2 separate regions of the Mus musculus genome follow, and region 2 is linked to region 1. The links are chromatin contacts, called in public promoter capture Hi-C maps. All regions are on one chromosome and are shown on one strand. The core of a region is the stretch at or near the end of the contact, and the rest is flanking DNA. Distances in the headings are between cores, read along the strand shown. Region 1 holds the start of 4930595L18Rik (a long non-coding RNA gene). Region 2 has its middle 230 kb from the start of Gm38865.

Region 1 (5,156 bases), core at 1,681-4,180:
AAGTTTGTTTAGTCTTAAACATTTTTTTAAAAGAACAATATAAGAATTCTATGTCTGGGTGTATACTCCAAAAAAGCAGGGACTCTTTTTGTCATGTGATATTTAAAAACTCATGTTCACAGTAGCTTTGCTGACAACAGACAAAAGCTGGGGACAACCCATGTGTCCACTGACTTGACAAATGGCTAGGCAAAATGTCATCTTCTACATGAGGAAGAGTACAGTTCAGCCATGAAAAAGGAAGAGGGGGATTCTACAACATGCCGTGGTTTGATGTGTTTCTCCCACAAGGCTTTATTTGATCTAAACTTAGCCTTGAGTATCACCGTGTGAGAGACAGTAAAACCATTCAGAATGGGGCTAGACAAAGGTGATCCAGTCATATGCTACCATTGAAAGAGAGTAATGCTTATCCCATAGAGTGCTTTAGTCTCCATGAGAGTGTAAAGTCACCCTTTAAACCAGGAATGAAAATTAACTCTGCCCTGGGTCTCCAGCCTGCCAGTCTTCCTTGTAGATATTAGACTCTACCCTTGAGTCAAATCCTTAAAATTAATCAACTTTTAATCTCTCCACTCCCTTCACATTTTTCTCATCCTCTCTTGGCTTTTCCATCTCGTCTTTCTTCTCTTCCTTCCCTATTCCCATCCATCTATCTGTCCCTCCTACCTAAGCACATATACACATCTTATTGTTGTATGTCTCTGGAGAACCCTGGTATGATTTACATCCAACATTGCTTGTTAATCCAGTCTCCAACTGCCCTGTGCTTGTCATTGAACCCTTGACTCAGGGCAGTGGTTTTTTCTCGGTTATATTCAGCCCTATCTAGAGACACTGTGGGTGTTGTGTGGGTAGATCTAGTGTCTAGAGCCCAGACATGTGTTCCACATCCTGTAATGCTCAGCATCCTCAACCTTAAAAATTCACCAAACCTAACCTCTCAACAGTTGCCAAGGTTTAATAAGCCTGACTCAGACTTGGCTCTGGGGAAATACAAACTAAGGCAAGAATTAAATGAAGAAATTGCTAGACTAGGAAAAAAAAATTCAGAAAGTTAAGTTTTGCAGGCAGGAAGTAGCATATAGGAATGCCCATATTTGTAGACAAGGGACATTAGCAAGCCAAGCTATTAGGGCAACTTAAGAAATGCATTTAATGGGTTGTATTATTGAATGGGAACAAAACCCATGGGATTCACCTCTGCTTGATCAATTGCCACATGGAGAAACCAGGATTGATGAAGAGTCTAGTAAGATGGTTGACAACAGTCAGATTCTTCTGGGGGTGTTCCAAGAATAAACTAATGTGCTCCAGGCATCAGCCTCACAACTCACATTTTAGCAAAACAAGGACTGATTGTTTAACAACATTAAGTTCCATGGCAGTCCTAAAAGGTCACCGTTGACAAAAGTGCATGTGTGAATTCCCTGGTTGGCATCTGCATTCTTCCATTTTCCTTCTCCAGAGCCTAATTCATCTTTAAACACCCCAAGAAGTGAGCCTGTGTGGGGGAGACGTGCAGGAAAGTGCTTGTCATTTGAGCATGAGGGCTCCAGAGTTCCCTCTTCAACAGCTGTGTAACTGTTGAGAGCAGTGGAATACATCTGGGATGGTGGCACTGCAAGGCAGACAGGAAGATCCCTGGGACCTGCTAGCCAGCCAGTGTAGCTTGCTCAGATTCAGTGAGAGACCTTGTCTCACAAAATAGTATAAAGAATGTCTGAACGAAGAATAATACCTGCTATCAAACTCAAGGTGTCACACGCATGATACACAAGAACATACACACACAGATGAGCCCGATAGCATCTTTACGTGCTGTCTAGGAAGCACAACCATGCAATTTCCACATGCTAGTCCAGGAGACCTCTCTGCTGTGAAGTCTCTTGTGTCTCCTGAGCTGCTACAACACCCCACAGAGCACTGAGTTCTCTGGGTGTCAGAACTTAACAGACACTGTTGGGTGTGACAGTATCCTCTTCCCGCTCTCTGTTGTTCATTTACAGACAACCTCATTGCAGAGCCTTCCCTGGCGTCTCTGATAATGGGGTTGGATCCAGGGCAGAGAAGTGGGGCCAGCAGTTGGTGAGAAAATAAGTGACAGTCAAGGAGAAGCCTCCAAGAAAATGCTTCTGGCTGCCGTGCTAAGGCTTGGATTGATCTGACGCAGGGAGGCTCTTGGAGAGCTTGGGTATTAATGTGCCTAATTGTACAGCTTCCATGTATGAAGAGGGATCCTGTAGGGTGTACAGTCATCTGAAGCTCATGGGGTAGGATCGACGGGAGTTCAGCCTCGTGCCCTGTACAATATGTCGAGTAGAAGAACATCACAGATTAAAGCTCCATTTGTGTCCCTGAAAACACCAGACACTATTCTGGGACGGTAACAATAGCCTCGTGCCACATGATCCCAAGCCAACATGGTGCTTGCACGGAAGCATATCAGAACCTGTGGCTTTATAGATAACATTTGAAAAAAAATACTTGAAAGAGGAAAAAGTCAAATATTATATTTAGCTTTGAAAGCTCTAAGCTGAGACCCTTGTAATGAAAAAACCATTGGATTTTATTCTAATTTTATCTCTGTTAGGAATCATAGATTTGGAAGCATGACTTCATGGTACTGGGCCTTACTTTCCTCAACTTTAAAATAAGGAAATGTGCAGGAACTGCTCCGAGAGTGGTCCTATTAAACACTCTATTAAAATATCAAGACGCCGTATCATAAGGATACTTGATTTGGGGGTAACACTGGAAGCTGAAAAAGAATGATGGGAAATGAGACAGGAAAGAGACCAGACACCAGTGTCGTGCTCTTATGGGAAGATCTGCTCTGTTCTTTGGGGGTCGTCTGAAGCTGCATGAGAATGATGTAGGAATTTACCCATGAGGCACTGGGGATTCTTTGACAAATCCAACTGCCTTTCTCTGGAAGGGTGTATCTAGGACATCAGCCTACCCACAGTTCTGGGCTGCGTCTGTTACTGCCTTGCTTACCCTGCCCCCCACCCATAACTTCAGAGAAAGGAAAACGGACTGAGCCTCAGCACCCACACACCATGGCTGCCTTGAATCCAGGTGGGCTGAGCAGACCAGGCTTGGTACATCATAAGCGACACATTTATGTTAATTAGCCAGAGCACATTTACATCTTAATTTAGTGAATGGGAGAGTAGCAGGTGCACTAAATGTTTCTGTAAGCCTGGGATGAAAGTGAAGACAGTAAGTAGAAAATATAGTTTGCAAGACTGAACTAGAAAATCCTGTTAAGGAAGTGGGTTGGGAAGAGAGGCTAGACAGAGCCCAAGAGTAAATCAATGGGGAATCCCTGCTTTAGAATTACCCCTGTTTTGTCTCAGAAACAAATATAAAGTCAGAAATCAAGTGTGCCTTTAAATAGGTAGATAACCACAAATAAGTGTAACTTCAGTAGCCTATCAAGATAAATTGTGTTTAAGGCCCAGAATCTCACTCAGGGTATAATTTTTAAAAGGATGGAGCTAATTTAGAGATGCTGCGCATATATGCATAGGTCAAAGCAGGTATACAGTCGGGTCAAGGACTAGAAAACTGAAATTTTAGCAATGCATCCAATTCTACTTACATGGTTCCTCTTTCCTTCCGTTCACCTTCTCTCCGTGTGTGCATGTGTATATGTGTGTGCGTGTGTACTTGTGTTGTATGTAAACAATTATGTGGATGTATGTGCTTGTATATATAATATACATCCACAGGAGGAGGCCAGTGGGGGACATGAAGTATTTTACTTTACCACTCTCTGCTTGGCTGACTTGAGACAGGGTCTCTCACTGAAACAGAAGCCTATTGTTTTGTCTAGGCTGTCTGTCTGGTGAAATCTGTCTCACTACACCCACTCCTTTCAACATGCTGAGGTTGCAGACATACATAGCCACGTCTGACTTTGGATATGTGTACTAAAGATGCAAACTCACGTCCTCATGCCTTTACAGCATTTGGTTCTAACACACACACACACACACACACACACACACACACACACACACACACACACAGAGCTGCCAACACACATAGCCTTCCCGCTTTCAATCTTTCCAACGAGAATTTTCCATGTTCCTCAAAGATCATGTTCCCAAGAAAGGAATCCACTGACTATATGTTTCAAGTCACACCAGACCACAAGTCATAAATTTTTGGTAATGGCACAGATAGACCAAGTTCCCATCCTTTGTCCAATTAGCTGCTACCAAGAGCAGGGTCACAGGGAATGTGACACACTCAGAAGGACTACAATCAGAATAGAGACTCATCAATGAAAGTGAGTGTGAGTTAAGTCTCAAACCTGTTCAGGTAGGAATTCTTCATGACCAATAGAAAACAAAGAATTAAATGTTCATTTTCCAGCTCCCCCGTCTCATTGATACATGCTTGAATAAATTTAAATTTTCCTTGAACCAACTATCATCCACTTACCTGTGAGACCTTCAGTTAGTAAAACAACCTTTGCATGTCTTAGTTTCACCTTCCACAAATGGTAGAAATAATGTGTGTCACTAGGTGAAAGGATCCAAGCTTTGATGACTAAATCAAACCCGACTTGATGCCTGTTGTGATAAGTAAATCTTTATCAGAACATAGCCATTTATATTTCCTAGGTACTATGAGGCAATGGCAGAGTTGAAAACAGGAGACATAGACCTTATGTTCAATGAAGCCTAAAATATTTACTGCTTATCCCTGTACAAATAAAGTCTGTTGACCTATGGCCCAGATTACCATGTAGATTAACTCTGATTGTTCTTCCTGAAGCACATACCCTAGAGATCATTCTTTGTTGTTTTTTTTTCCCCCTAGTATATATTAACTTTCTTTTGCTGTTCTCAGAACACACTCTGGGCTCTAAGACCACACACTATTGGGGGAAAAATAACCTCCAAGTTGAAGATCAAGGAAAAGGCTTTTATACATTTAATATACTCTTGAAACCTTTGCAGGTTTTCAGTTAATCTGTTAAACGTAGCGCTATGTTCATAACTTAATTTGTATATTTTAGCTTTTTACCTTAATGCATGTAATTGGTAGGTACCACATTAACACACAAAGGTGGTTAATGCCATGCATTTTTTAAAAAGCATATTTAGTTTATTATTTCTGCTAAATAATATAATGCACAC
Region 2 (5,156 bases), core at 686-3,185, 350 kb before region 1:
AAAGGTAAACATAGTTTTTTCTATTTCATCCAATTTGTAGGTGAGGCTTTCCTCTGGGGCTTTTTGTTTGATTGACTGAGTTCTTTGTTTAGTTTAACTTTAGTTTGGCTTTTCTTTAGCAATCCTATTTTTTAAATTAAATTCTATTTTCAGATATTTGAATTGTTTTCATAATTTCATTAAACTTTTTGTATTTTTGTGCTCTTCATTGAACCAACTTCTCATATGCTCTCCAAGGAACCTATTTCTAATTGCTATGTTGAAGCCCCTATCTTGCACATCAGCTAAATTTCTCTTCTCATTGACTATTACACTGGGGTACTGCTTTCTGGGGGAGGAATGGTGTCTTGGTTGCTCATGCTTATATTTTTGTGATCAGAAGTAGGCACTTGGATCCAGACACATTTGTGGTGTTTCTCGCTGTGATATCTGGCCTTTTCTTGGTTGGGTGATGCTCGGGTCTTTGTTTGCAGCTACCCAAACTGTCAGGTTGTGGACCAACTGATGAAGCTTAGTATTCAGGTTTGGGACCACACTGTGTTTCTGAGTTCACACTTCAAGTGGTCCCAAGATCGGCACGGGAGGTTGGGTTGTTGATAAGTGTGAAGACAGGTAGGGAGAGGACTGGCTTTGGATACTTCTACCTGGGGTAGACCAGACTTGTTTGGACCACATGACATCCCAGGGACCAGTTTTGGGGACTGGTGATTGAGAGTCAGGCAGGCTGGTAGGCTGGGTCTTAGAGTTCCTTCCTGAATTTCCAGTCAGCTTTGGGGTTGGCATCTAAGCTGAAGTTATGGTTGGGACTCTGAGTTCAGACTCCAAGCAGTGCCACATCAGCTTGGTGTGGTGGCCAAAAGGTAAACAGGTAGGAAAGGGGGGTGGCATAGGTGGAGAGGGACTGACTCTGGATGTCTTTAAGTAGAATTTGGGGTCCAGCTTCAATCGGTTCTGGTTCTAAGGCCCAGTGGTGGGCCCATCAAAGTACCAATAACATTCTCCACTGTATTAGAAAGAACAGCTCTAAACAACTTTCCTTTTCTAATAGGAAAACATTAAAAGCTCTCCAATAGCCAAAGCCACCCTGACCCACATCATAGAGCTGGAAGTATCATAATCTTGACTTCAAAACATACTGCAGGCCTGCAAGAACTCAGTGGTTTAATAATAGATAGGGAGACACATATAGAAACTAGAAAAAAACAAACAAACAATGAATTTACATGTTCTTGACAAAAGTGTTAATAACATAACATTGAAGAAAAGACAGTTTCCCAATGTCACCATCTAATTCTTGACCTCTGTCTCTTACCTTATATAAATGTCATCTCAAAATGGATCCAGATCTGACATGTTAGATTGGAAACTCCAAAAACTGCTACAAGGAAGGCTTAGGCAGGAGTCATCATACTTGCCTTTGATCCCTGCACTCAGAGGCAGAAGTGGATGGGTCCGTGTGAGCTTTGAGGCCAGCTTGGTCTATGTAGGGAAATCCAGACCACCCAGGGCTACATCATGAAATCCTATCTTAAATCAAATAGAACCAAATAGACAGACAAAGACATATTTACAGACAATAGTATGGTTTTCTGGATAGGATCCCCAAACAATGGAAAGCAAAACCAAAACAAACAAATAAAAAGAAATTCACCAAATTTCTACACAGAAAAAAAAATGAACAGAGAGAGAGACAGCCTACAGGATAGGCGACACTTTTTGCCAAGTATTCATTTGGCAAAGGATTCATATCTGGAATACATAAGCAATTCTAAAACTTTATCATCAACAACAAAATAACACAATGTAGTCTTTAAAAAAATGAGCAAACAATCTGAGCAACACTTCCCGAAAGAAATCCAAATGACCCACATAGATAGGTATGCAAAAATGCTCAGCGTTATGAGTCATCGGGGCAATGCAAAAATCAAAACCACAGCAAGATTCCATCTTACTCAAGTCAGAAGGGAGAACTATCATCTACACAAAGAAGAGTAACCAATACTCGAAAGACTGTAAGAAGAAAATAATTCTTACTATTGGTGAGGATGTAAATCAGAGCACAGTACAGAGGACGACATGGAGTGTCCTCAGAAAACTAAAAGTTGACCTGTCATATCATTCAGATGTGCTACTCAGGGTCCAATCCAAAGCAAATGATGTACAACAAAAGCTACCTGCTGTACTGGCTGGGTCTGTGTGTCAACTGGACACAAGCTGGAGTTATCACAGAGAAAGGAGCCTCTCGTGAAGAAATGCTGAGATCCAGCTGTGGGGCATTTTCTCAATTAGTGATTAAGCGGAGAGGGCCCACTGTGGGTGGTGCCATTCCCCCGGCTGGTAATCTTAGGTTCTATAAGAAAGCAAGCTGAGCAAGCCAGGGGAAGCAAGCCAATAAGTAACATCCCTCCATGGCCCCTGCATCAGCTCCTGCTTCCTGACCTGCTTGAGTTCCAGTCCTGACTTCCTTTGGTGATGAACAGCAGTGTGGAAGTGTAAGCTGAATAAACCCTTTTCTCCCCAACTTGCTTTTTTTGTCATGATGTTTTGTGCAGGAATAGAAACCCTAACTAAGACACCTGCATATCCATGTTTGTAGACTAGTAGAGGTGATAACTAAGATAGGGAGGGGGACTGGCTTTGGATATTTCTAACTGGGGTCCTTGATTGGCCTGCATGACATCCCAGCGATCAGTTTTGGGGACTGGTGGTTGAGAGTAAGCAGGCTGGTAGGCTGGGTCTCAGAGTTCCTTCCTGAATTTCCAGTCAGCTTTGGGGTTGGCGTCTAAGCTGAAGTTATGGTTGGGATTCTTGAGTTCAGACTCCAAGCAGTGCCACATCAGCTTGGTGGGTAGAGTGGCCAAAAGTAGTTGCCTAGGTGCCCAACAACAGATGAATGTGTGCCAGCACAACACACCCCCTGCCCCACTGGAATATCCAGCCCTCTGCAACTAAACAGATGGAGCTGGGTGTTAAGAGAAACTCATGAAACAGAGAAAGACAGGAACTATGTCTTTCTCATATGTGGAAGTTAATAAATGTCAATGGGAAAACAGAACAGTGATCACTAGATTCTGGGAAGTGTGTGTGTGTGTGTGTGTGTGTGTGTGTGTGTGTGTCTGTGTGTGTGTAGGAGAAAGGGAGGGCAAATCTTATCAGGTTGTATTATATAAATATACATGCAAATCTTATACTGAGCCCTATTTATGTGTTCAACTGGTACATGCTTACAACAGTCTTTCTTTCTTTTTTTTTTTAAGTGAGAAATTAAAACACCCATATCTTCCATTTATCCAGCCAATCACTCTTAGGTAGTAACTCAAGGAAGAAGGACATACATCAGAACAAAGACTTGTGTAAGACCATCATAGCAACTGTATTTGTGGAAAATAAGCTGTCCTATCCTCTTGGAATGGCCCTTCACAATAGAGAGAAGAAGACACTGATACAAGTCCTATACTTGATACAACAGTATGACCAATCTCCAAATGATGAAGCCAAGAAAATCATACAGAGAAAATACATAGTTTCCCTATTAATATAAAGTTATATGAAATAAAACTTATTTATAGCAAGAGAGAATAATCCAGAGGTTACATGGGGACCAGGACCCTGGGGTACATGAGAGGGAGGGTTAGTTACATGTGGAAGCTAAGTTTTCTGTGGGGGGGGATGTATATTGGGTGTTTATGGCTCATGAGTGTGCATACATTTGTGAAACCATGTCAAATTATGCACCGTAAGTATGCAGTTACATTTGCTTTGTCAATTATAATAAAACCACTTAAAATGAAATTTAGAAGGTAAATACAAACAAGGAGAAATAAGGATACAGGAAATCAGCATAATCAGGATCTCCAGTGATACAGTGCAGGGGTAAAGAGGTTAACAGAAGGAATGCTGGGAAAATGCTGAAAAGATGAGCACACCTCTGGTAGGACTTATCACATGGAAGAGAAAGTGTACATATATAAGATTGTATAGACAACACACACACACACACACACACACACACACACACCACTATGTATAATTAATTAAACAAGAATGTGACAAAGATTAAAGAGAATAAATTGTAACCTGTGGCAAAACAATGGGGGGAGGAAACACATAGGCATAAAATAAAAGAGTAAGGTAGAAACTGTAATGATAACTGTATTCTTACCTACTGCTGCCATAAGTGGGAAAGTGTGGTGATTGTGTAGGTAAGTTCTCTAAAACTTCCAAACCTTCATCCTCACTCTGCTTTGGTTTGTTCAGAAGGACATATGGATTAAGGAAGGAAGGGAGGGAGAGAGTGGTGGAGAGAGGGAGGAAAGAAGGGAAAAAGAAAAAAGGAAGAAGAGGGGAGGGATGGTAGCCAGGAGAGCTGGGGGGGGGGGGTGAACTCAGGGGGAGAGGGGAAGGGGTAGGGAACAGAGGAAGAGAAAGGAAATTTAGGCCATTCATTTTAGAAGTTCACTGTCGGTTTGCTTTTTAAAAGAAAAAAAAAAAACAAAGAATAAGAAATGAATGCAGGCCTCTTCCTCTTAAGAACCTTTAGATGCGAAGACTAAATAAAATGAGCCAGAATGTGTGAATGCATTTATAATTATATCATATCAAACAATTCTTTATAGGTGCAGGAATGCCTGGGCTTCTCAACATTTATCAAAGAGAAAAATTACAGCTTAATAACAAAAAAATTACAAATGTTACTACTGAAAATGTGATCAAAATGTATTTTCCACATCATCTATCTATTATCTACTTGTTATCTATCTAACTTCTTATTCTACATAGAGATAACTTCAATTTGAAAATATATAGCCACATGGCAAACATCACGTATGATCAAAAATTCTTTGTTTGAGATTAGAAACAAGATATTAATGTTTTTAATCATCACTACTGCACAAAATAAGAAAGGTTCTATTTATTTAAAGAAGAAAAGAATTACAACTGAATGTGTTTGCAGAGAAATAAAAATTCTTTGTGGATAAATCTACTTTAAGATATATAGTTTAAGGAAAGTTATAAAACTCTATTGAACATAACAAATTAATCAAAACCTAAATTATAGAGTCATTAATTCTCCCCAAAGCTTTCTGTACTATACAATTTACATTTGAGTTATAAAAATAATTATTTGGAGGAATGACAGACAATGGAAGAGAGTT

Evidence for each region. Promoter capture Hi-C pulls out the DNA fragments that hold promoters and counts their contacts.
Region 2: a contact with region 1 is called in a promoter capture Hi-C map of liver, with 4 times the contacts expected there. The contact joins the enhancer-like site here to the promoter of 4930595L18Rik in region 1. A contact is called at or near these places in 12 of 39 promoter capture datasets (the 3T3-L1 cell line, HPC-7-derived erythroid cells, cranial neural crest and 6 more).

What each region holds. Positions count from the first base shown.
Region 1 is chr6:98,549,878-98,555,033 of GRCm38.p6, reverse strand. It overlaps 4930595L18Rik (a long non-coding RNA gene), which reads left to right and starts at 2,930. Exons shown (of 3, transcript XR_869302.2): 1 at 2,930-3,081.
Region 2 is chr6:98,898,185-98,903,340 of GRCm38.p6, reverse strand. No RefSeq gene overlaps it. Among named protein-coding and RNA genes, the nearest start is that of Gm38865, 230 kb to the left of the region's middle. Within about 2 kb of position 1,935, at least 56 of the 459 cell types and tissues checked have an H3K27ac peak or open chromatin away from gene starts, as enhancers often do.